6 separate regions of the Mus musculus genome follow, and regions 1, 2, 4, 5 and 6 are each linked to region 3. Evidence: chromatin contacts called from public HiChIP or PLAC-seq and promoter capture Hi-C data. All regions are on one chromosome and are shown on one strand. The core of a region is the stretch at or near the end of the contact, and the rest is flanking DNA. Distances in the headings are between cores, read along the strand shown.

Region 1 (4,033 bases), core at 1,270-3,769, 1.4 Mb before region 3:
GCAAGATCTAGCTCATGACTCTTTGCTATGTGACTGGCAATTTGCCTATTATTGTGCATGAGCCAGGTTGTTACTGTTAAAATTGCAGTTTGCTGATCTTGGAGGAGTATATTCTGTTCAATCTGCTTGTTACTGATCTTTTAAACTATGTAACTCCATGCTTCAAAGAAGATGGTGTAGAAAAGGAAGCCAGGGTCCTAAGTACTCAGAGTGGTTCTCCTGTCTCTGCAGAAGGTCATTTCCAGCTAGCTGTGACTATTCAAGAATAAGATCCAGTGTTCCTAGGTGCCTTCAACATCATGAATGCTAACTATTCAGGGATGTATGTGTATTGTCCCAATTTCTTCATGTTCACATTGTAAGACTCTGGGGAGCCTTAGCTTACTGGGGACCCCCTGAGTGAACCACATGGAGCTGAAATTGATGCAAAAAGCAAGAGGAATTTATTGTTCCAGTGCACTGGGGTTGTCCCAGACCCCAAGGAGAGGCAGAGACCCCCCAGCACCAGTTCAGCGAGTTTTTATATGGTTCCCAAGGGTAGAACAGAGCATCAGCAACTAGGCACACTATGATTGGCGGAACAGTGCGCCCTTTAAACTGATTGGTCTTTAGGGAATGAGGTGACAAGGTATTCCTTTGTCAGAAGGTGAGCCAAGGTCAGTCTTGCAAAATGTGTCCCTACCTTCAGGTCCATTCCTGCCCTGTGGTCAGAGAAATGCTAATTAGCCTCTTCCGAAGGGGTGAGTGTTTCATGACCTTCCCAAAGTTCCTATGCTGACCTATTCAACATCAAGTTCAAATGGAGCAAAAATCAAAAGTGAAACACTTATCTGCTGTCTCTCTTATGCTTTCAGAGCTTTAAGGTGCTTTCTCAGGTCTTACCCTAGTTTTTGGAATTCTTGGCCTGTAAACATTGCTATATTTGTAATCATGACAGAGTAAAACCCTTGTTCCAACATTTAAAATAAAAATTTGAGCTCATAATATAATCACATAATTTTCCTCTATCCAAACATTCCCATATAGCCATGTTCTTTCTAATTTATGGACTTTTTTCCCACTAATTATTGTTACATATGGCAATAAACCAAAATTTTTTTCTGTAGTGAGAATTTTACATAATTTACACATTTCTTAAGTATTGTTATACTTAAAATTATTGAAATAATGAGTCATGGTGATCAAAACCTTTAAAAAGTGCAACTGATAAATGGATTACATGCCTATAATGATACAAAAATAGATAGTAAATTACTAGTATTGTGATCTCATAAGCTTTGACTTCTGTTTTGCCATCTCTAATATGGTAGTATTTATACTACTTATATTTGTACTTATATTAGTTTGTTTCTCATTGCACAGAGAAGTGTCTGGGGGGAGGCCTTAAGGAAGGTTTCATTATGGCCTACTGTTTGAAGAGATATAATCTGTCATGGTATGGAAGGCAGGGTGATGGGACCATGTAGTGAATTGCTTCTACAGTCAGGAATCAGAGGTAAATTCTGGTGTTTGGCTGACCTCCTATTTTGGGTCTTTTTATTCAGTCTGGAACCCTATTCCATGGGATGGTGACTTGCATATTGAGAGTAGTATTCCCTTTTCTGCTAAACCTCGCTGGAAACATCCTTTGGTTACACCCAAAGATGAGGCCCAGGCAGTTCAAATCTAGTCAGGTTCAATGTGAAGATAAACTATCATGATTCCTTTAGAAGTCACCATAATATTTACATTAAGTTATAGGATGAAAAATGTTTTTAAAAATAGGAATAAATTATTGCTTATTAAAGAGTTTTGTTCAAGTCAGGCATAGTGACATATTTCTATTGTCTCAACCTGTGAGGGATCTGAGGCAGAACACTTGTGTTCAGAATTTCAAGGCAAACCTAGGCAATTAAATGAGACTCTGTCTCTTTAAAATAACAATGATGGCAACAACAACAACAAAAACAAAACCAGTTCATCATAGACTGATTGCCTTTATCTATCTGAATATTAGTTACATAGACACAGAATGAGTTCACAAAGATGCCACTTTAATGGCTCTGTGGTATACTCTGCTTCTTAGGAAGGTCTGGATGGAGACAGTCATTCATTGTTCCAGAAAAAGTTATGAACTTGGGGTGAATGAGTCTGTTTGAGGTAAACTGAAGTGAAACCAGATATTCAGGAAATGTCGAGTAGAGTTGTGATTCTCAAAGTTTGGTTTCTTAGCAATTAGCAGCAGTACCCAAAAGACTGCTGTGTATCTGTGTATATTCTTTGCTTACCTCAACTCTCTGAACTATGGGGAGGAGTCCTATGGAGTGCTCACAAAAAGGGACCTAGCATAACTGCACTCTGACCCAGCAAGCACCTGAATGAGTCAGATGCAGATATTTGCACCCAACCCATGGACAGAAACAGCTGACCTCTGTTGTTGAATTAGGGAAGGCTGAAAGAAACTGAGGACTCTGTAGGAGGACCAGCAGTCTCAGTTAGTCTGGATCCCTGAGATCTATCCAACACAGAACCACCAAACAGACAGTATACACCAGCTGATATGAGGCTCTTAACACACATACAGTAGAGGACTGCCAGGTCTGTGTTCATTCATGATGTACCTAACCCTCTAGAGACTGGAGGCCCCAGGGAGTTTAGAGGTCAGGTGGGGTGGGGGTTGGGGACATCCACGTGAAGACAGGGGGTTGGGGAGGAGGTATGGGATGTGGAACAGTAGCGGGGCTGGAGGGAGAGGAATAAAATATGGAGTGTAAAAAAATAAATTAATAAAAAAAAGAATAAAATTTAAAAAATATCTGATCCTTTAAACTACACTTACATATCAGACTGAAAGGAATAAAATTCAATTAAAAAACAAACAAACAAACAAACCAAGATCTGTGGGTGATTGTTGAGAATTAGTCTGCTGCTATGTATTATAATGCTAAATTCTGTATGGGGGTGGGGGGTGTCTAGTTGCCTCTAGTGAATTCTCACTCTGCCAGCTTTTGTTGTGCAAACCTTCCTCCTTAATTTAAAACTATTGGTTGAATAAAGATGCCTACAGCCTGTATCTGGGCAGAAGGGGGTAGACAGGGTTTCAGTTCCTGGGGCTAGGATTCTGAGGAGAGACCAGTTGGGGAGAGCCAGAGAGGAGGAAGAAGGAAGAATAATCCAGGGAGGAGGTGGATTGTGAGAGCATGTCTGTGAGACCAACCAGTTGGAATAGGAGTGGCCCAGGTGGAACATGGCAAGATATATTTTGGCTTTATCGACAGAGAAGTAGACAAAGTACCACAGAAGCTTGATATCTGCCCAGCCCTGGTGCTTTTTAAGGCTTATTATAAATATAAAGGGTTTTTTTGTTTGTTTGTTTGGTTTTTTTTTTTTTTTTTGTCTTTTATTTGAGAACCAAATGATCTAAGCTGGGATAGAAATTCCCAAATTATATTTACCGCAACAGGTGATTATGTTTCTTGAGAATTACTAGGTAAACGACCATGCTAAAGATCAGGAATGTAGATGATAGGACTGGCTGGAGACAACAAGTTAAGTGAAATGCAGGGCACTGAAGGCAGGATACCAGCAAGAGTTGTATTTTAGTTGACTTCATTTGTCCCAGATAACATACCTTTTGTATATCATGAAAGCCAGGAGCAAAGGACACTTAGCTCCCAGGAAAATGTTGTATATTCCTGGATCTCTCTATGCGGCATGTCCTTTGATATAAGTCCTAGAGTAACCACAGGGCCTACAGAACAGTGTTTGGGAGCAGAGGCATGGGTGCAGGAACCTGTTATATAGGGATACAGGGCACTATGCATTTTTCTACATGTGAATGAGGCATACTCCTTTAACTGAATACAAGAAATGGCCTGAGCAGTACAGAGTGAGAGGTTCTTTCTGAGCTTTAAGTTGCATCAGGTTGAAGTCCTGCAATGATAGGTGTTGTGGTGAATATTATTTGGGGAATTCTACCCTATCTAATATCATTTAGTTCCCAAATAAAAGACACTAAACCTTTATATTTATAATAAGCCTTAAAGCAATAGAG
Region 2 (3,871 bases), core at 232-2,731, 1.9 Mb before region 3:
TTCTCTAACTTCAGAAAATGTGTGTCTTTCCAAATGAGAGAGCTTCATTTTTTGTGTGTTTATGAAATTATATATGAATAAGTGTGTGTTGGGGTTTTCTGTGTTAACACATGAATCAGGCTGGGCATAAGTGGGGTTATACTGTTTCTGGACATGCTGCTCTAACCTATTGTGAGAATTAAACCAAGACAATGCTGTTTTTAGCAATAGCAATTTGGGTTTTGGTCCTAGAGCAGAAAGAGGAATAGAGTATCTATGTATATTTATATGTGTGTCTGTTCAAGAGAGAGAGAGAGAGTTCTTTCTCTCTAACATGGTCCTCTGTTCAAACACCAAATTAGAGGGGTATGGATGTAGTTAAGTTAGCAGAGAACTTCCTTTTATGCTTAAAGTCCTGGAATCTATTACTAGTACCTCAAGCACAGCATATTAGCACATGTTGTAACTCCAGCAAACAAGAGGAGGAGGCAGGAGGATGAGAAAGTCAAGTCATTCTGGGTTGTATGAGAAAGCAGCCTTAGCAAGCTGTGAAGAACATGTCAGTAACCAGCACTCCTCTGTGTTCTCAGCATTAGCTCCTACCTCCTGGTTCTCATATTGAGTTCCTGCCCTGACTTCCCTGGATGATGAATTACAAACTATAATGAAATAAAACAATTATTCTCAAAGTTGCTTTTGGTCAGGATATCTCAACACCACAATAGAAAAACCAACTAAGAAATTGGTACCAGGTCAAAGGATACTTACTGCTTTGACAAACTTGACCTTATGTTATTGAGGGGGTTACAGTGGCATTTGAATTTTGGGCTGGAAAAACTGTTAAGTGTTCCAGGCTCAGTGGGATGATCTGTGAGTGCTTGGAAGATAAAATGGGTCAAACAAATGTAGACAATGGAGGCATTGTTTGTGAAGGTTTAGACGGAAGCAAACACTCCATTAGCATTGTTCATGTGATAGTTTGAATTAAGATCCACTACAGTGAAACCTTTGCTTTACTAGAACAATTGATGTTGGTCAGAAGGAGCTGAGAAATCAGTAGTGACTAAGAGGAAACCAGCATCATTGAAGAGCATAAATCTGGGAATATTTCCTCAGGGCCAGCATATAGAAGCTGTGGTCCAGAGAGGTCAGAAGCTTGATCGCATGCTGGCAGCTGAATTAGTAACCTGTAGAGTCACGATGGTCCTGGTATTGGAGGTACAAAGGAGTCAAGGAGAACAGCTGAGATGTGGCACTGTGTGGCAAAGCTAGAGTCCCTGAAAAGAGACCGTGAGAGGCTGTTATTGAAAGTACAGCCTCAGTTGCAGAAAAAGTTCCAGGATTGATGGAGAAAAGTTGAATGGAGAAAAGTCATCATGGAGAAAAGTTGAAGCTTGGCACAATGTAGCAGGAATCAGTGAAGGTTCGACACCATCAGAGGCCCCAGCACTTTGGAGATGCCGGTAACATGGGACGAACAACAAAAATAGCAGCAGCCATGGAGTGGAGCCACAGCTGCGAGACAAGCTGTGTGTGCTGTGCCCTTTGGAGCCGACATCATGAGTCACAGACATCTAAGATTGAGCTTTACACTTCTTTCCTCTTAGAATAAGAAAGTATTCAACTTATTTTTTATTTTATAAGAACCTACAGTTATGAGAATTTGGATACTTAAAGAGTCTGAACTGTTAAAAATGTTAGAAATTTTAAAGACTATTGGCTTGTAAAAGCTGATATGTTTTATATTTGATGTCACTATTATGAGATCATGGGGGTGAACAAGAATAGAAAGGTTATGATTTAACAGTAATGCTAATGGTTTAATGTTTAACAATGTTTCAAATTGACAAGGAGTTCATTTATGGCTGTTTTTTATGTCAACTTGACACAGGCTACTATCATTTTGGAAGAGGGAACCTTGCCTAAGAGTATTGCCCAACTGGACTGGCCCATTGTGGATTTTCTTGATTGATGGTTGATGTGGGAAGTCCTATCCCACAGGAAGTGGTGTGACCCCTGGCTGAGTGGTCTAGAATGATATAAGAAAGCAGGCTGAACAATATGAAATGCATGCTAACAGCAGCACTCCTCAGTGAACTCTGCATCAGTTCCAGCCTCTAGGTTCTGTCTTGCCTGGATAAAGGGCTCCAAGCCGTAAAATGAAATAAACCATCTCCTCCCCAAGTTGCTTTTGGTCATTGTGTTAGTCACTGCTCTGTTTTTGTGGAGAGATGCCAGGACCAAGGCAACTCTTATAAAATAAAACATTTAATTGAAGTGTTGTTTACAGTTTTAGAGGCTTAGTCCATTATCATCATCAGATGATAGAGTGTGCCAGCAGGTAGTCATGGTGCTGGAGAAGTAGCAAGAGCTATATATATCTTGATCCCAAGGAGGGTATGTGTGTGTGTGTGTGTGTGTAGAGAGAGAGAGAGAGAGAGAGAGAGAGAGAGAGATAGAGAGAGAAAGAGAGAGAGAGAGAAAGAGAGAGAGAAAGAGACACTCCCAGGAACACACTTCCTCCAACAAGGCCATACTTCCTATTCCTTCTAATACTTTAAATAGTACCATTCTCTGGTCATTGAGCATTCAAATATATGAGCATATAGGGCTCATTCTTACTTAAGCCATCATAGTTATTATGTTTTATCTCATCAATAGAAAAGCCAGCCAAGACATGTATATAAGCCTTCTTTTTTTTTTTGTCATTAAAATGCGTGAGTTGGAGGGCATAGTAACATATCCAAAGCTTTGTTCTTATATAAACCAGGTTCAGATTTCAGTGGTAAAATCCATAACAAAATACTTAAAATCTGTATCTCAGTCTTCATCCCTAATAGTATGAGGATACAGATAATATCATACCTGAGGTTTACACAGTTGGAAGTATTTATTATTATAGCACATGACACATACCAAGAACTGAATAAATAGTGTACCATTATTAATAATATACAATAAACTTTGCCATATGTTTTTTGTGGTGGATTGTTATTGTTAAGTTTGTATATGATGTGTTCCCCCAAAAGCGCATGCATTGAAGGTCATATATACAGAGATAGGGCTTTGAGTAGTGATTGGGTCTTGAGAATGCCAACCTGAATGGAATGAATGGAAAGCCAGGACTACTTGAAGGAAATAGGTTACTGGTGTGTGTGTGTGTGTGTGTGTGTTTTAAGGTATTTTGTGCCCCCTGGTTGACTGTGTTTCTCTTCCCTACTTCCCCCCACCCACCTCTTTTTCCTCCTTTGTTTTTTTCCAGCAACCATTGTAGTCAACAGCTTTGTTTCACCAAATGTTCTTCACCTTGATTTTCTGTTTCAGAGCAGGTCTTATAGACTTTTTGTTTTGTTTTTGTTTTTGTTTCTCATATGTTATCACCGTAAGCCAAAGCAACATAATAGTCTGTACAAGATATTGACATTATTATTTGTATAGCTTAGTCTTATGTTGGAATCTTAGGTTACTTTTAGGTTTGCAATAAAGGAAACACTTATATAGGGCATTTTTAAAATTCATGCAACATATTTGGTTAGTGTTGTTATTAGACCCTTGGTACCGGTTGCCCAGAGTTTCACATTGCATACATAGCCTGTGCATGAAGGGCCCCCAGAGTGAAGGAAAATCTGTACAGATAACTCTGTCCGGGGGTGAACATCACCTCCACCCAAGCTAGTGAGGAATGTGGTGATAGGGCGCAATGACAGCTTCCATCTGGAAATCTCAGAGAAGGCAGAGTTGTAGGAGGTGAGTTAATAGAAGTTCCTGGAGCTAGTTATTTAGGGACTCTTAATAAAAGTGGAGGCAGAATCCAGTTAGGAATTTAGTAAGGAGTCCAGGTGAGGGTTGGTGTGCCTAAGCCTGGTAGGAGCTGTAGAGTTGGTAACAAACA
Region 3 (3,657 bases), core at 889-3,388:
AACCCCCAGTTATGTAATTCTATTCCTATTTGGCCTTTCAAAACAAAACTTTAAAATATCAGCCAAACAGCTTCCGTTCTGCCAGACAGACACACATTCAGAATTGGGGCTTTTTCTTGCTAAGGGTTTCTGCTTCAACAGGTGCAGCAATGATGAGCAGCTCCCTCCATTTCCAGTATGTCTCCTCTTTCTGTATGATGACTAAGACTGGATAAATTCCATGACTTCCTGCATATGATTTCATGCTTTGGGCTTTTTTTAAAAATCAGCAACAAGAAAATGAAACAAACAAGCACACGGCCAGATCCAATTTAGCCTCATTTACTAAATTAGTCAAGAGTTGGCAGAATTCATAGCAAAAAGTATAGCCAAAAAAACTATAGGAACCCCCTCTGCCTGTTTATCAAATCAACACTAGGAGCCAGACATTTGTATTTACTGACTATCAGTTCTGCAGAACACACACCAAATACCTCAATCTTGCTTTCTAACTGATCTTTGAGACCAAATCTCCTGCATGTGCTTTCCAAAGTCTAAATGCTGTTTACAATCCCTGGAGCAGAGGCTGGAAAGGAGCACTTGCTGTTCTAACAAGCTTTAGAGCAGAAAGCAGCTATCAGTGGTTCACCTTATGAAAAACACCCCCTGTCAGTCCCTTAAGACACCCCGCAGACAGCTCTGTCACACCACTGTTTGAGCTGAGAGGCATGGTTTTCTACATTTCTCTTACCAGTGTGAGTTCTAATGTGTCCTTGAAGCAGCCAGGGTCTGGAGAAAGCCTTGCCACAGATCTTGCAGACACAAGGCAATGTGTGGGTTCGAATGTGCATCTTCAGGGCACCCAGGCTCACATATTCCTTGTCACAGTACTTGCAGCTGAACGATTTCCTAGACTGGGCATCACAGTGCAGCTGCTTGTGTTTGGCCAGCCCAGAGAACGTAGAATAGGTCTTATTGCATAAATTGCACTGAAACTTCTCAGCTTCGATGGCATGGGGGTCTGAAAGCTTGGGCTGCAGTCTCTCCTCTTCGTCACTAATGGGACTTTCTGAACCACTGTGATCCTTGGATGAAGTGTCAGAGGAAGGCGGGGGACTTACACGCCCCAAGGATGAGGAGTATCCAGTAAGAGGAGAAAGGCCACTGGGTAAAGGAGAGTGGAGTGGAGCTGCCGACGATGTCCATACAGTAATAGGGCTGTATGCTCCCGAGGTGAGGATCTCTGGTTTTGGTATGACAGGTATAGGGTAACTTTCATAGAGATATGGGGAAATAATAACTGGAAGAAAGAAAAGGAAGGAAAGAAAAAATTAAGGCAAAATATTTTTAAAATATATGTACACAGTCTGAGAGAGACCATAACAACATGCAGGAGACTCCATAGGAGACTCTCTAGTGAAGACAGCCTTACTCACAGGACACACATAAAGTCTTCCCTTCACCTGGGCTTACTGTCCTCGTGCAGGCTGACAGTTGCCCTGACTAACCTTCATTCTGGACTAGCCTTGCTGTCCCAATTTAGAACGAAGAACTAGACACTATATTAAAACTTTTTATAAAGTTGCTTTTCATTTTATGCGTGGGCTGTTCTAGCTGTACCGTGCCTGTGGCGGGTAATGGCATGCACGAATCCAGCTGCTTTCCCAAGTGCTTGGCTTCAGGAGATTGCTGCTCAGGCGAGGGGAAGGGTGCGATCACGTCCGTGCACTCCTTTTGCGTACACACAGGCTCAGAGAACTATACTGCCCGACCGGAAGGAAGCTTTCCTTGTCAGCAAAGATCTCAAAGGTTTTGAATTAAAACTTAACCTAAGTAATCAAGAGACTGCAAGGACAGTTTTGGCACAGCATTAAAAGGAAAGCGGCCCGGTGTGTTCTCTGAGTCAAGCAATAGAACCGCGGTTTACTCGCGCACAGATTTACAGAGGCGATTTTTACCTGTGTGTGTGTCCAGTTCGCTGTAGTTGGGCTTCTTGGAGGCGTTGAAATGTTTCTTGACCAGGAAGGAGCGCGGCATGGTGGCTGCGGGCGGGCGCGGGCGGATAACGGTCCAGGCGGCGGTCCTATAGCATCGCGGTGGCTCAGGTGCGGCGGGGGACAGGCAGGCGCCTCTGAAGTCACCCGGCTCCCTGCCCGACTGAGCTCCTCTGGGCGGGGAGGCGCCTTCTCCGTTGCTTTTTCTAGAAGTAACCAATCACAGCCAAGAGGTTCAGATTTCAGCTCCTCCTTCTGGAACAGCTGTGAATAGAGGAAGACTCTGTTGTCAGACTAAATTTTTCTGGTTCAAAATGGGCTGCTCATGGCATTTCAGTGGAGGCTCAAAATACATTAAATGTTTTCAAGAAAGGAAATCTCGGTTCTTGAGCACTGGGGAAACGTGTTTCCGCTAGGTGACCTACGGCGACTTGGCTTCCAGATGTGGGCAGTGCCTGGCAAGGCGAGGGCGGGAAGGAAGGGCGGCCCTCCGGACTGGGACCGCGCAGCCCCTAGTGGCCAGAGAGTCTATATTTGGAAGTTGCGTCTGGAGGGGGGTTATTGCACACAAGCAGCTGTAGGCTCTGGCTTTTGGGAAAGGAAGGTAAAGGCTCCCCGCAGCTGCCACAGCAGGTCTAGGGCGGCGTGCCAGAAAGTTAACTTGCTGATCGCTGCGTTAGACACTTGAAAGTAAAGCCTTACAGCCTACCCCAGGAACTGGAAGAGTGTAAAGATAAAAGGGAAGGCTGGTGCAGACTCCGACAATAGGCAAACTCTGGAAGAAGTATGGAAAGTTCTGATGAAGACATGTGACAAGACTTCCTCCCTTTGTAGCGCATGGTATTTTAGAGAAAGAAAAAAAAATATGAATCTCTACTGACAATTCTTAGTGTCTGCCGTTACTTAGTGGTGTTTTCTTTAGTCTTCAAAAGCCTCCCCCTTCCTCACGCCACATCCCTGGTTTGCATTAAAAGATGGGGTAAAGGATTCTTTTGCCAAGTTCTTTGACTGGCAGTTTAGGTAGTCCAGTAGCCAGCCGGTCACTTCACTTGCATTTGCACATAGGGGTAGGTGTAAAAATACTCCGAAGTGATTCATTTTAAAAGTGCAGTTTTCACTGTGCCCACAGGCAACTCTGTTTATTTCAATGTTACCCTGACTCTTCCCAACAAAATTGCAGAATCCAATTCCCCCACCTCCCCACCCCAAGACAACTAACTTTTTTTTCGTAACAGGTGCTGGAAGAAAACAGCGGAAACAGAATACCACCAGCGATGTTGAGACTTGCAAGAGAAAAGTGCATTGTCAAGCAGCATAACTTCTTAATCTGGGGATGAGAAAACGGGCGTGTGAGCGGGGGAGGGGGAAACCCGCAGACTTCCTGGGTTAATTTCAATGATTCCTCTTTCTCTTTACAATAGTCACTGATTTCAATGTCAAATACAGAAAGATATTTATATGAATCCTTAAACTAAGGGAACTGAATCTGCAGGTGACAAGAAAACAAGAAAATGTATTAGATTTCTTTCTAAGCTACCATGAGTATGGATCAGAGCTGGAGTCTGAGTTGACCTATTTCTAGTGGGTTTGCTCAGATTTAGACACCTGCTCTATAGGGCAAGAAATCTTGCCCCTTCCACCTAATTTCCAGTAAAACACACCGTTTGTTTTTTATCTAGTATTG
Region 4 (3,490 bases), core at 929-3,428, 1.9 Mb before region 3:
GGTAAGGGGCTTAGGGGTGTGGAATTCAGCATAGTGACACACTATTGGCTTATTTAAACATTAACAGAAGAATTACATGTACGTGCAGGGTGTCAGAGTTCTGTGAGTTGTTGACTCAGTTCAGATAGCCTGTTATGTCCTCACATTCCTCTTTATCTTTAAGGTTAAGCTGTTCTCAGGAATGTTTTAGCTACGGGGCATACCCGGGTTTGTTTTTCTTTTTTCTCAGCCCCAGGCAGCCTCTAGGCTCACAAACAACCAGCAATTTCTGAGTACTTTATATGACTTACAGGTCTTGAAATTTCATCTTTCAGAGGCAGGGGGATAGAGGATGGAATAGGGGGGTTTCCTTTCTGGGAGGGGCGGAAACCAGGAAAGGGGATAACACTGAAATGTAAATAAAGAAAATATCCAATAAAAAAAGAAGAAAAAAAGAACTCTAAAGCACATTAGTGCATTATCACTAAATTCCTGAAGGCAGTGTTAGGAATGAGTTGCTATGGTCCATTTTCAGTATGAAGTGTGCTAAAATGTTCCTGAGCTGCAGATAAGCAGGCATCCCCAGGCTCATCTCTCTCCTCTCTAAAGGCTGGAGTCAACTTATCTCACAACTCTGTAGAGTTGGAAAATTACATGTAGTCTGTTATGCAACTAAGTCTAGATGAAAGAAGGAGGGCAATGTGAAGTCCTAAATTATTTTTTAAGTAAGGTACTATATCCTAAATCAATAAGATGGGGATTTGAGAGCAAGTCTGTTCATGAGAGAGAGAGGACAAACTTTTCTTGTATTTAGGGGACTTTAAAAGCTATTGTCGGGCTGGTGAGATGGCTCAGCGGTTAAGAGCACCCGACTGCTCTTCTGAAGGTCCTGAGTTCAAGTCCCAGCAACCATATGGTAGCTCACAACCATCCGTAAGGAGATCTGACTCCCTCTTCTGAAGTGTGTGAAGTGTCTTCTGAAGTGTCTGAAGACAGCTGCAGTGTACTTAGATATAATAAATAAATAAATCTTTAAAAAAAAAAAAAGCTATTGTCTTGAGCCAGGTAACCATGTTAGCTACTTTTGTCTTTTCTCTGTGGTCATGTCCTTTTTCTGCCGTGGAAATGTACATTGGAAACTGCTTCATATTCATAAATCTGTTGACTTTATTACTACATTATCTTTAACAGTGGTCATGATAAACTGGGTCTTGTGCTGTTCTGGAAACCAGTGTTATTCTGTGGATGAAATCTGAAGGGAATCTGTCTGCACCGACTGACTGGCTGGTTAGAACTTCAGTACTGTAGAGAGGTTAGAACGCTGCAAGCCCAGAGGCTAATTAACTTACCTTGGCCTAGCTTTAGCCCAGGGGAACAGTCATTTCTTGTCCACCTCTACTTTAAAACTAACATCCCATGACTAACAGATTAAACTAACCTTTGGAATCTATTGACTGACTTAGATGACTTCTAGCAACCACAAAGCTAAGAATGTCACGAGATAGTATCTCAAGCCTATTCAAAAACCTCCATCTTGCTGGTAACCGCCTCTCTGATATACCTACCAATGGACTTTAAACTTGCCTTGATTTACGACTTTCTTTGTTCTGTGAAACTCTAAGACTGCTTCCGCATTGGAACATGGAATTTGAGGTTGTCTAAATCTGTGTTCCTGGGCCATGGTTACTCAAAAGGGCTGCAGAAGAAACTTTTATTCCCTTTAAGGTGAGAGCTGCGCTTCCTTATTGCTTGAACAGCGCTCCCGGCAAGCTGATTCGCTTCTTCCAAGAGCCGGCGGTGCATCTGGAATTCCGGCTTCTCAGTCATTTTCAAAGCTGGGTTTCCTTACCTAAAGTTTGCAGCGCGGTAGCCTGGGAGACTTTGGCTCTTGAAAGTGTGGTGAGTAACAGCCAGACTGTTCTTCCAGCATCCCAGGGCGTGGTCGGTAAGTAAGCTGATGAGGCGTTTCTGAGGTTCAGGTGAGCCAGGCAGGTGCACTCTGCCTTCCCCTGGGCCAATGGGCGACGCCGGTCCCCCCCAAGCCTCTTCGGCGCTCGGGCGGGACCGCGCTGCACTCTGGCGATTGGCTGTGCAGCGGGGGCGGCCTGGGCCGGCCGCTGCCGGAGAGTCCGACGACGGAGTCGGAGCGCAGGCCCGGGAAGCGAGGCCTGCGCGGGGAGGGAGCGCAGGGAGTCGCGCAACCTGGACGCGCGCGGGGCAAGGCTTGCGGGAGTGACCGCAGGCCACCATGAACAGCGAGAGCGACCATAACTTCAGGCGGGTGGCCATCCGGCGGAAGTCAGGCTCCTACCTGCCGCCCGGGATCCCCCGGCCCTGGAGCAGGCCTTCGCCGCAATTGCGGCGCCTTGACCGTGTCGCGCAACCCAGCCAGGCCGCAGGTAATGCGTGGGTGAGCGGAGCGAGGGCGTGCCGCGTGTTGGGGGGCCGGCGGGGGGCGTGCCGCGCGTGTTGGGGGCGTGACGCCTGTGTTGGGGACTGGCGGAGGGCGTGCCGCGTGTTGGGGGCTTGACGGGGTGTTAGGAGTGGAGTGGGTGTGGGTGTGTGCCTTTGGCTGTTGAGGACCTGGGGGAAAGGGCTGCCTTCTGTTGTGAAAGGGATCCTCACAGGTTAGTTACCCCGCAGGACACTATTCCTAGTTAGTTTGTTCTTTCTCCCAAAGCTTCAAGAATATGGCCAGCTTGTTCTTAAAAAACTAAAGGTGTGCCCTTAGAAAAAGCTTTATTAGGAATTGTACAACCTATTTTTCAATATACTGCTGTTTAAGATTCACCAAATTCCTCTGCTCAGTTGACCTTAGTTCCCTGGCGCTCCCTTCCCGAGGGCAAAAGTCAAACACTCAGATAATGTTTATGTTTTTGAATATTTTGAATCTTAAAAAGAAATCTCACCCTTCTTTACTTTCATTTTGTAATGATTGAGCAAGCAGCTTTGTGTTTTTATCAATATGATCAATGTCGAGACTGGTAAATATGCTGTCTATTCCTTGTCCCGAAGCTATAGAAGGCACATGACAGAAAATCGTGATGGATGGTGTGTTAAGTGTGTGTTCACGTTAGATAAGTCAGGATGTGAGATGATGCATGAACTGGATCACGGAGAGTCCTCTGTAATCATTTCCTGTAGAAGTAAGAAACTGATAAAGTATTCTGGAGATCTCTTCCAGTTCTAGCTGTGATTCACCAAACTGAATGAAAATGTTATTAAGTGAAAATGGTTTGCTTTGTCATCGCATTTTGTCACCCGTTGTTTTCAGCACAGACACTGGTCTGATGCCTCTGTTATGTTACTAGATTTATTTTCAAATGCTTTGAAGAGACGATCAAAATATGAAACATCCTCTTTCAAGAGTCACAGTATAGTCTATAAATTATTTCTGCAAAGCAGCTATGCTTGTAGGAGAAAGGGTTCTGTTTGCTCTTTTATTTATTTGTGCCCTCCCCATTCCCCCACCCCCATACTGGGAGTAGAATTCAGGGCACTTGGGTAAGCA
Region 5 (3,523 bases), core at 982-3,481, 1.0 Mb before region 3:
TCACTTAGTTTGGTTTCTTTGAGATAGGGTTTCTCTGTGTAGCCCTGGCTAACAGGGAACTCACTCTGTAGACCAGGCTGCCATTGAACTCAGAAATCCACCTGCCTCTGCTCCCCAAGTGCTGGGATTATAAGTGTGCACCAACACTGGCCCGCTTGAAACGTACCTCAGTGACAAAGGCCAACACTACCTCAAAGTGAAAGGTTATAAAACTTAGACAAATGGATGGATCTTGAGGATATCATCCTAAGTGAGGTAACACAATCACAAAAGAACACACATGATATGTACTCACTGATAAGTGGGTATTAGCCCAGGAGCTCAGAATATCCAAGATACAATTTGCAAAACACATGAAGCTCAAGAAGAAGGAAGACCAAAGTGTGTATACTTCTACCCTTCTTAGAAGGGGGAACAAAATGCCCATGGAAGGAGTTACAGAGACCAAGTTCAGAGCAGAGACTGAAGGAATGACCATCCAGAAACTGCCCCACCTGGGGATCCATCCCATAAACAACCACCAAACCCAGATACTATTGCAGATGCCAACAAGAGCTTGCTGACAGGAGCCTGATATATAGCTGTCTCCTGAGAGGTTCTGCCAGTGCCTGACAAATACAGAAGTGGATGCTCACAGTCATCCATTAGACAGAGCACAGGGTCCCCAATGAAGGAGCTAGAGAAAGTACCCAAGGAGCTGAACGGGTTTGCAGCCCCCTAGGAGTAACAACCATATGAACTAACCAGTACCCCCAGAGCTCCCTGGGATTAAACTACCAATCAAAGAAAACACATGGAGGGACTCGTGAATTTAGCTGCATATGTAGCTGAAGATGGCCTAGTTGGTCATCAGTGGGAGGAGAGGCCCTTGGTCCTGTGAAGGTTCTATGCCCCAGTGTAGGGGAATGCCTGGGCCAGGAATAGGGAGCGGGTGGGTTAGGGAGCACGGGGAGAGTTGAGAGGATAGGAGATTTTTCGGGGGAAATTGGAAAGGGGACAACATTTCAAATGTAAATAAAGAAAATATCTAATAAAAAAATGGGATTGATTAAAAAAAAAAAGGTTGTAAAACAACTTTCTAAACTGGAGTAGCCATTCTTTTTTTGTTTGTTTGTTTGTTTTGGTTTTGGTTTTTTCGAGACAGGGTTTCTCTGTATAGCCCTACTGGCTGTCCTGGAACTCACTTTGTAGACCAGGCTGGCCTCGAACTCAGAAATCCAATTGCCTCTGCCTCTGGACTAGCCATTCTAATATCAAATAAAATCAACTCTCAACCAAAAGTTATCAAAAAAAGATAAGAAAGGACACTTCATACTGGTCAAAGGAAAAATCTACCAAGATGAACTCTCAATTCTGAACCTCTATGCTCCAAATGAAAGAGCATTTGAACCTTTATTAAAGCTCAAAGCACACATCCTACCACGCACAATAATAGTGCGAGAATTCAACACCTTACTCTTACATCATGGAAACACAAACTAAACAGACAAGTGAAACTGCAGAAGTTATGAACCAAATGGATTTAACAGATATTTATAGAACATTTCATCCTAAAGCAAAAGAATATTCCTTCTTCTCAGCACCTCATGGTACCCTCTCCCAAATTGAGCATATAATTGGACACAAAACAGGCCTCAACGGATACAAGACTGAAATAATCCTATACATCCTATCAGGTCACCACGGACTACGGCTGGTCTTAAATACCAACAAAAACAACAGAAAGCACACATACATATGGAAGCTGAACAACGCTCTACTCAATGATAACTTGGTCAAGGAAAAAATAAAGAAATTAAAGGCTTTTTAGAATTTAATGAAAATGAAGACAAACATACCAAAACTTATGGGACACAATAAAAGCAGTCCACACATGTTGAGAGCCTATGGTGCCACTTCTAGGAATACAGTATTTGTCACTGGGCTAAGACAAGGAAGTAGGCTCAGATAAGAGTATTAGAAACAGTGACCATGGGGCTTTGTTACTTAATTATTAATTTGTGTGATCCTTTTGCTTACTTCTTTACTTAATTACTATTTTGTGTGATCTCTTTACTACTTCTCTTGATGACTTCATCTTTGATCTTAGAACTGACCATGTTTTTTGGCTATCACAAGAATGATATAAAGCAGGCTGGGGAGACATAAAGCCGCTTCAGCCTCAGTACAGGCTGAGTCATGTGATAATTTTGTCAGTATAGGCTGAGTCATGTGATAATTCTGTCTGGCTGTTTTCCTTTGTCAATCCTCACTCCCTCCATTGAGACCCTGTTGAGTGACTAAGCTGGCTTGGTCACACACATGACAGGAAATGTGATACTTGACTGGGTCTGGTTGACCAGTTAATATGATGTTTACTTTCATTTATTCTCCAATAAATTATGTTTCATTATTCATTATGGCTGGAGAATAGCACACCCTTATGAATATAAACACACACATTCATTCATCCATTAATGGCACCTAGGTTGATTCTCTAACTTGCTATCATGAATGTAAGGATAGCTGGTCACACACCTTTAATCACAGCCCTAGTGAGGCAGAGGCAGGTGAATCTGTGAATTCCAGACCACCCTGGTTTACACTGTAAGTCCCAGCCAGCCATGGTTATAATTTCCACTTGTCTCAAAAATAAACAAACAAGCAAACAAACAAATGACAAATGATCATGAAGGCAAGGCATCGCTCCACTGATGTTGACTCCTTTGGGTAATGACCAGAATCGTGTGCCTAAGTCATAGACAGTGATTACACTTTTAGTTTTTGAAGGTGATTGATTTCCACAGTGGTTGTGCTAATTTTTGATCCTGTTTTTAGTGAGATGACAGTATTAGGCATGGAATCCATGGCGAGCAAGCACTTTCCCATGCACTCTCTGGCCGAGCTCCCCAAAGCAGCACTTGCTTTGCTTCTCAATCATCGCCAGTTTTTGTTTCTATTTCATTTCTTGAGGATAAATATTTGAAGTGGGCTACGATGGGATCTGAATGTAATTTTGATGTTTCTCCCTTATGTCTAATGATCTAAGGCACTGGCTCTCAACCTTTAATATAGTTCCTTGTGTTATAGCAACCCCAAACCATAAAGTTCTTTTGATTGCTACTTGATAACTGTAATTTTGAATCGCAATGTAAATATTACAGGATCTGATCTTAAGGAAACTTAAAACACTTTGCATTATAAAGCACCAATCTCCAGTTAACAGAGCGGGAGAGGGGACTCTACCTTGCAGTCCTCTGGAGAGGCGATGAGCAGGGTTGTGGTGAATTCCATGATCCGGACTAAGACTGTGCACTTGCTGTAATTGTACTTCTCTTCCTCGTGGAGGCTGGGAGGGCCCGGCGCCCCGGAGCCAAAGCGTTGTTCTACTGCTCTAGCGCTATGGGTTGCTATGCTTTCTAAAAAGAAAGCCACTGACTTCAAAAGTGAAGACTGTACTTCAGCACCTAGAAATAATAGCAGCAAAATATTACTATGCCTTTCTTTCTAACTCTACTAAAACTAATGTACAGTGCCTTTTTGA
Region 6 (3,499 bases), core at 805-3,304, 1.1 Mb before region 3:
GCTAAGAACCAAAGGGCATGGAAGAATGCTGTGAAATGCTGTCTTCAGGACATGAGATGACCACTACACATGTGCACTCACAGAAGCTATGGCCACCTGAACAGGACTGAACACTTCTATCACTGGCATGTGATTGGGCACTCATGCCAGTCCACCCTATTGAAAAGCTATTGGTAGTTAACAGTGGCTGGGGAGGTTAATCTTTTTTCTTCACTGGTGCAGGCAGTTTTTTAAGGTACCCATAATCCAGTGAATAACCCCATATCTATGTACATACATGTTAAACTCAATGGACACGAGAGAGAGGGGGGAGAGAGAGAGAGAGAGAGAGAGAGAGAGAGAGAGAGAGAGAGAAGAATAAAGTCAGAGTAGGGAGGTGTGTTGGTAGGAATGGCAGTGGGAAAGGGGACAAAAGAGAACTGGGAGTGATTCTTATAAAAAGGCATTATATACAAGTGTGTGTGTGCAAAACTGTAAAAGAATACATAAAAATTATTTTTAAAAAAGGAATCATAAAAGACTACCATGTACAACTGAACATCCCTCCTACTAAAATAATAGTCAGCCAGAAAGAAACTGGCAACTGCAACCAAGGAAGACTAAAATGTAAAACTATAAAAATATGAAGTAATTAATAGTAATTAATCAATGGGAAGCTTAAAGCAATCATTCAAAACTTCACACCCAAAAAATTTAGGGTCACATAACATCACAGTTAAAACATTCTGAATTTTTAAAGAGCTGAAAAGAGAAAGTCGGACTAGGTTATTCATAGTAATTCTTTACTTTTAACAATCATAATTGTGATTATTATGATCATATAAAAGGAGGAGTGAAGAATATATGGGAATTTTGTATAAAATCTTTACCTTTTTTGTATCTATAAAGATTATTTCAAAATAAAGTTCATTTAAAGAAACTGATGGTGACAGACAAAATAAGGGAAAATTATGAAGGACTTAGGTGAGAACACTCTCAGGTGCTATCAGTCTGTCAGATAGATAGTGATCTAATTGTGTCTGTCAGATAGATAGTGATCTAGTTGTGTCTGTCAGATAGATAGTGATCTAATTGTGTCTGTCAGATAGATAGTGATCTAATTGTGTCTGTCAGATAGATAGTGATCTAATTGTGTCTGTCAGATAGATAGTGATCTAATTGTGTCTGTCAGATAGATAGTGATCTAATTGTGTCTGTCAGATAGATAGTGATCTAATTGTGTCTGTCAGATAGATAGTGATCTAATTGTGTCTGTCAGATAGATAGTGATCTAATTGTGTCTGTCAGATATAGATAGTGATCTAATTGTGTCTGTCAGATATAGATAGTGATCTAATTGTGTCTGTCAGATAGATAGTGATCTAATTGTGTCTGTCAGATAGATAGTGATCTAATTGTGTCTGTCAGATAGATAGTGATCTAATTGTGTCTGTCAGATAGATAGTGATCTAATTGTGTCTGTCAGATAGATAGTGATCTAATTGTGTCTGTCAGATAGATAGTGATCTAACTGTGTCTGTCAGATAGTGATCTAATTGTGTCTGTCAGATAGATAGTGATCTAATTGTGTCTGTCAGATAGTGATCTAATTGTGTCTGTCAGATAGCAATCTAATTGTGTCTGTCAGATAGCGATCTAATTGTGTCTGTCAGATAGTGATCTAATTGTGCCCCGAGTCCTAAATATCTGAGTGTCTCCTGTTCCTGAAAGCAGTCAGCTTTCAGCAAGTACTGAAAGAGAGCAGAACACAATGACATTCATTCTTGTCATCAGTACATTACATACTTACCAGTTTTATCACCATGAAAGTGTTATATACACACAGGTCACAAATGTAAGAAGACAGAGAAATAAGGGACCGACTACTTTATCTTCAATTACTTTCTACTCAATTGAAACTTTGAAAAGAAGGGAACAATGTTAACATAAGAAGGTTCCTGCTTGTCAAAATAGGTACAGAACTGAAAGCCACGCACAAGTCTTAAGACAGTCTGAAGTACTGCAGTACAGCAATCGTCTTCATTTGTATGAGAAAAAAAACAAGGGTGGGACTGGGTGCCACTCCCCGAGGCTCCAGAGACAGAGGCTGGGCTGGGATCTCATTCCCTCCTCCGCTCTCACCACTTTTACCCCTTGGGTTGAAATTTCAAATATGCTTCTTTTGAACACCCAAAGTGGTTGGTAGTTAAAGGAGATACAGGGGCGAGAGAATATTTTGTGACTGTGTCTGTGTTGTATTCTAGTCAGTGAGGCCTGATACTCACTTACCTATGTCTCATGACTTGAAGAAAGTCTTTACTCTTTAACTGTAAGTATAGGCCTGTGATCTCCTCTGCTCGACAAAGTACAACTTCCAGACAAAGTGTCTTCATTACTCCATGAAATTTTGGCAGCAGAAAGAACAAAGCATTCAAGAACCTGTGGAGGTAGAGAGGTTCATGAGAAGATGGGGGCTGATATGCTCCCACACCTCCTACCCATGTCCCAGGCCTCCTGCCACTGTCCCTTACCTGTCAGCAAGAGGAGGGAAGCCCTTCGCTATTTTGTTTAAGCAAACAATAAATTTGTCTTCCATAGTATTTTGATGTTGCTTCAGTTGTTTTATAACCAGTTCACATACCAACTCTGCTATCACCTGAAAAATTAAGTTTCCTTTCAAACACATAAAAGTAGAACACTATGTTAAGGGCTGAAACCAAAATTTATTTTAATAATTTAAGTTAATCCCAGGAACACGTCCAACATCATGACCTTCACCAAGATTCACATTCAAGTGATAAAATTGAGTGCTAGGAACGGCCACCAGTTTGTAGTAGCCACCACACAGTCACAAGGTTCCCAGGCCTCAACTGTGACAGTGAGTGTGTAAAGCCATACCTTGGGCACTGTGCAATGATCTAATGCCTTGTGCTTCCTTCTGACATAGAAACACTGCAAGTCCTCTGAGAAGACAGAATTCTCTTTAGTTTAATGTTTATCAAATACAATTTAAGATGCATTTTATGTTAGGTGCCTTGATCAGTCCTCACAGTGAACTCTAGTTCAAGAGACCTGATCATGGTCTTCCTGCATGGATCACAGTCTCTTCACCCTTCAACACTATTAAATATTCATTTGTACACTGTCTGTCCCTGAGCAGAGACGGGGCCTGTTTCCTGCTGTGTCTCTAGGATCTGGAACCTGTAACCTCCCCAAGCCTGAAGCCGGCTGATGCAAACCTTGCTGCCACTGAGAATGAGACCACCTGGGTGAAGCCTTCTGACCTAGATGGCTCTATTGTTCTGTCACCCACTGCTGCTGCTCTCCTCCAAGACTGCTATCTGCTGAGAGGCCCCTGAGATATTCAGGAGGCACATCCTATCCTGCAGGCTGGCTCCAGGCACCAAGAATGGACTGGCAAGGGATGGGCTTTCCCCCTTTTAAGCATAGTCTCTGAGTAAAATCTCTGAGTAAAATCACGGGCCTTGATCAGAACATTTGGCTTAGCTTGCAGTCTAAG

The links. Promoter capture Hi-C pulls out the DNA fragments that hold promoters and counts their contacts. HiChIP or PLAC-seq counts read pairs in DNA pulled down with a chosen protein or histone mark.
Region 1: a contact with region 3 is called in a promoter capture Hi-C map of embryonic stem cells, with 7 times the contacts expected there. The contact joins the enhancer-like site here to the promoter of Snai2 in region 3. A contact is called at or near these places in 11 of 39 promoter capture datasets (the 3T3-L1 cell line, 3T3-L1-derived adipocytes, the C10 cell line and 6 more).
Region 2: a contact with region 3 is called in a promoter capture Hi-C map of liver, with 2.8 times the contacts expected there. The contact joins the enhancer-like site here to the promoter of Snai2 in region 3. A contact is called at or near these places in 11 of 39 promoter capture datasets (the 3T3-L1 cell line, the C10 cell line, the HPC-7 cell line and 7 more) and 1 of 115 datasets of contacts at active chromatin or transcription factors (astrocytes).
Region 4: a contact with region 3 is called in a promoter capture Hi-C map of pre-B cells. The contact joins the promoter of Fgd4 here to the promoter of Snai2 in region 3. A contact is called at or near these places in 9 of 39 promoter capture datasets (the C10 cell line, the HPC-7 cell line, HPC-7-derived erythroid cells and 5 more), 1 of 15 datasets of contacts at CTCF or cohesin (large pre-B cells), 1 of 484 Hi-C or Micro-C datasets (pre-B cells) and 1 of 115 datasets of contacts at active chromatin or transcription factors (astrocytes).
Region 5: a FOXA1 HiChIP or PLAC-seq map of pancreatic cancer cells shows a contact between it and region 3. The contact joins the enhancer-like site here to the promoter of Snai2 in region 3. A contact is called at or near these places in 12 of 39 promoter capture datasets (the 3T3-L1 cell line, 3T3-L1-derived adipocytes, the C10 cell line and 8 more), 7 of 115 datasets of contacts at active chromatin or transcription factors (the NIH/3T3 cell line, cardiomyocytes, embryonic limb bud and 4 more) and 1 of 9 other capture datasets (embryonic stem cells).
Region 6: a contact with region 3 is called in a promoter capture Hi-C map of embryonic stem cells, with 7 times the contacts expected there. The contact joins the enhancer-like site here to the promoter of Snai2 in region 3. A contact is called at or near these places in 11 of 39 promoter capture datasets (the 3T3-L1 cell line, the C10 cell line, HPC-7-derived erythroid cells and 7 more), 1 of 484 Hi-C or Micro-C datasets (the HPC-7 cell line) and 2 of 115 datasets of contacts at active chromatin or transcription factors (astrocytes and embryonic stem cells).

What each region holds. Positions count from the first base shown.
Region 1 is chr16:16,085,192-16,089,224 of GRCm38.p6, reverse strand. All of the region lies in intron 5 of Spidr (scaffolding protein involved in DNA repair), which reads left to right. Among named protein-coding and RNA genes, the nearest start is that of Spidr, 60 kb to the left of the region's middle. Within about 2 kb of position 2,519, at least 20 of the 459 cell types and tissues checked have an H3K27ac peak or open chromatin away from gene starts, as enhancers often do. A contact at or near this core is called in embryonic stem cells, where this site is marked.
Region 2 is chr16:16,564,046-16,567,916 of GRCm38.p6, reverse strand. The region is part of intron 1 of Fgd4 (FYVE, RhoGEF and PH domain containing 4); the gene reads left to right. Among named protein-coding and RNA genes, the nearest start is that of Fgd4, 34 kb to the left of the region's middle. Within about 2 kb of position 1,481, at least 23 of the 459 cell types and tissues checked have an H3K27ac peak or open chromatin away from gene starts, as enhancers often do. A contact at or near this core is called in liver, where this site is marked.
Region 3 is chr16:14,704,333-14,707,989 of GRCm38.p6, reverse strand. It overlaps Snai2 (snail family zinc finger 2), which reads right to left and starts at 2,138. Exons shown (of 3, transcript NM_011415.3): 1 at 1,938-2,138; 2 at 731-1,279. The coding sequence starts at 2,016.
Region 4 is chr16:16,598,666-16,602,155 of GRCm38.p6, reverse strand. Fgd4 (FYVE, RhoGEF and PH domain containing 4) reads left to right here and starts at 2,178. Exons shown (of 17, transcript NM_001301817.1): 1 at 2,178-2,378. The coding sequence starts at 2,228.
Region 5 is chr16:15,708,634-15,712,156 of GRCm38.p6, reverse strand. Prkdc (protein kinase, DNA activated, catalytic polypeptide) reads right to left here. Exons shown (of 86, transcript NM_011159.2): 32 at 3,226-3,446. Among named protein-coding and RNA genes, the nearest start is that of Prkdc, 73 kb to the right of the region's middle. Within about 2 kb of position 2,231, at least 33 of the 459 cell types and tissues checked have an H3K27ac peak or open chromatin away from gene starts, as enhancers often do. A contact at or near this core is called in the NIH/3T3 cell line and pancreatic cancer cells, where this site is marked.
Region 6 is chr16:15,758,621-15,762,119 of GRCm38.p6, reverse strand. It overlaps Prkdc (protein kinase, DNA activated, catalytic polypeptide), which reads right to left. Exons shown (of 86, transcript NM_011159.2): 53 at 2,511-2,635; 54 at 2,269-2,418. Among named protein-coding and RNA genes, the nearest start is that of Mzt2, 100 kb to the left of the region's middle. Within about 2 kb of position 2,054, at least 5 of the 459 cell types and tissues checked have an H3K27ac peak or open chromatin away from gene starts, as enhancers often do. A contact at or near this core is called in embryonic stem cells, where this site is marked.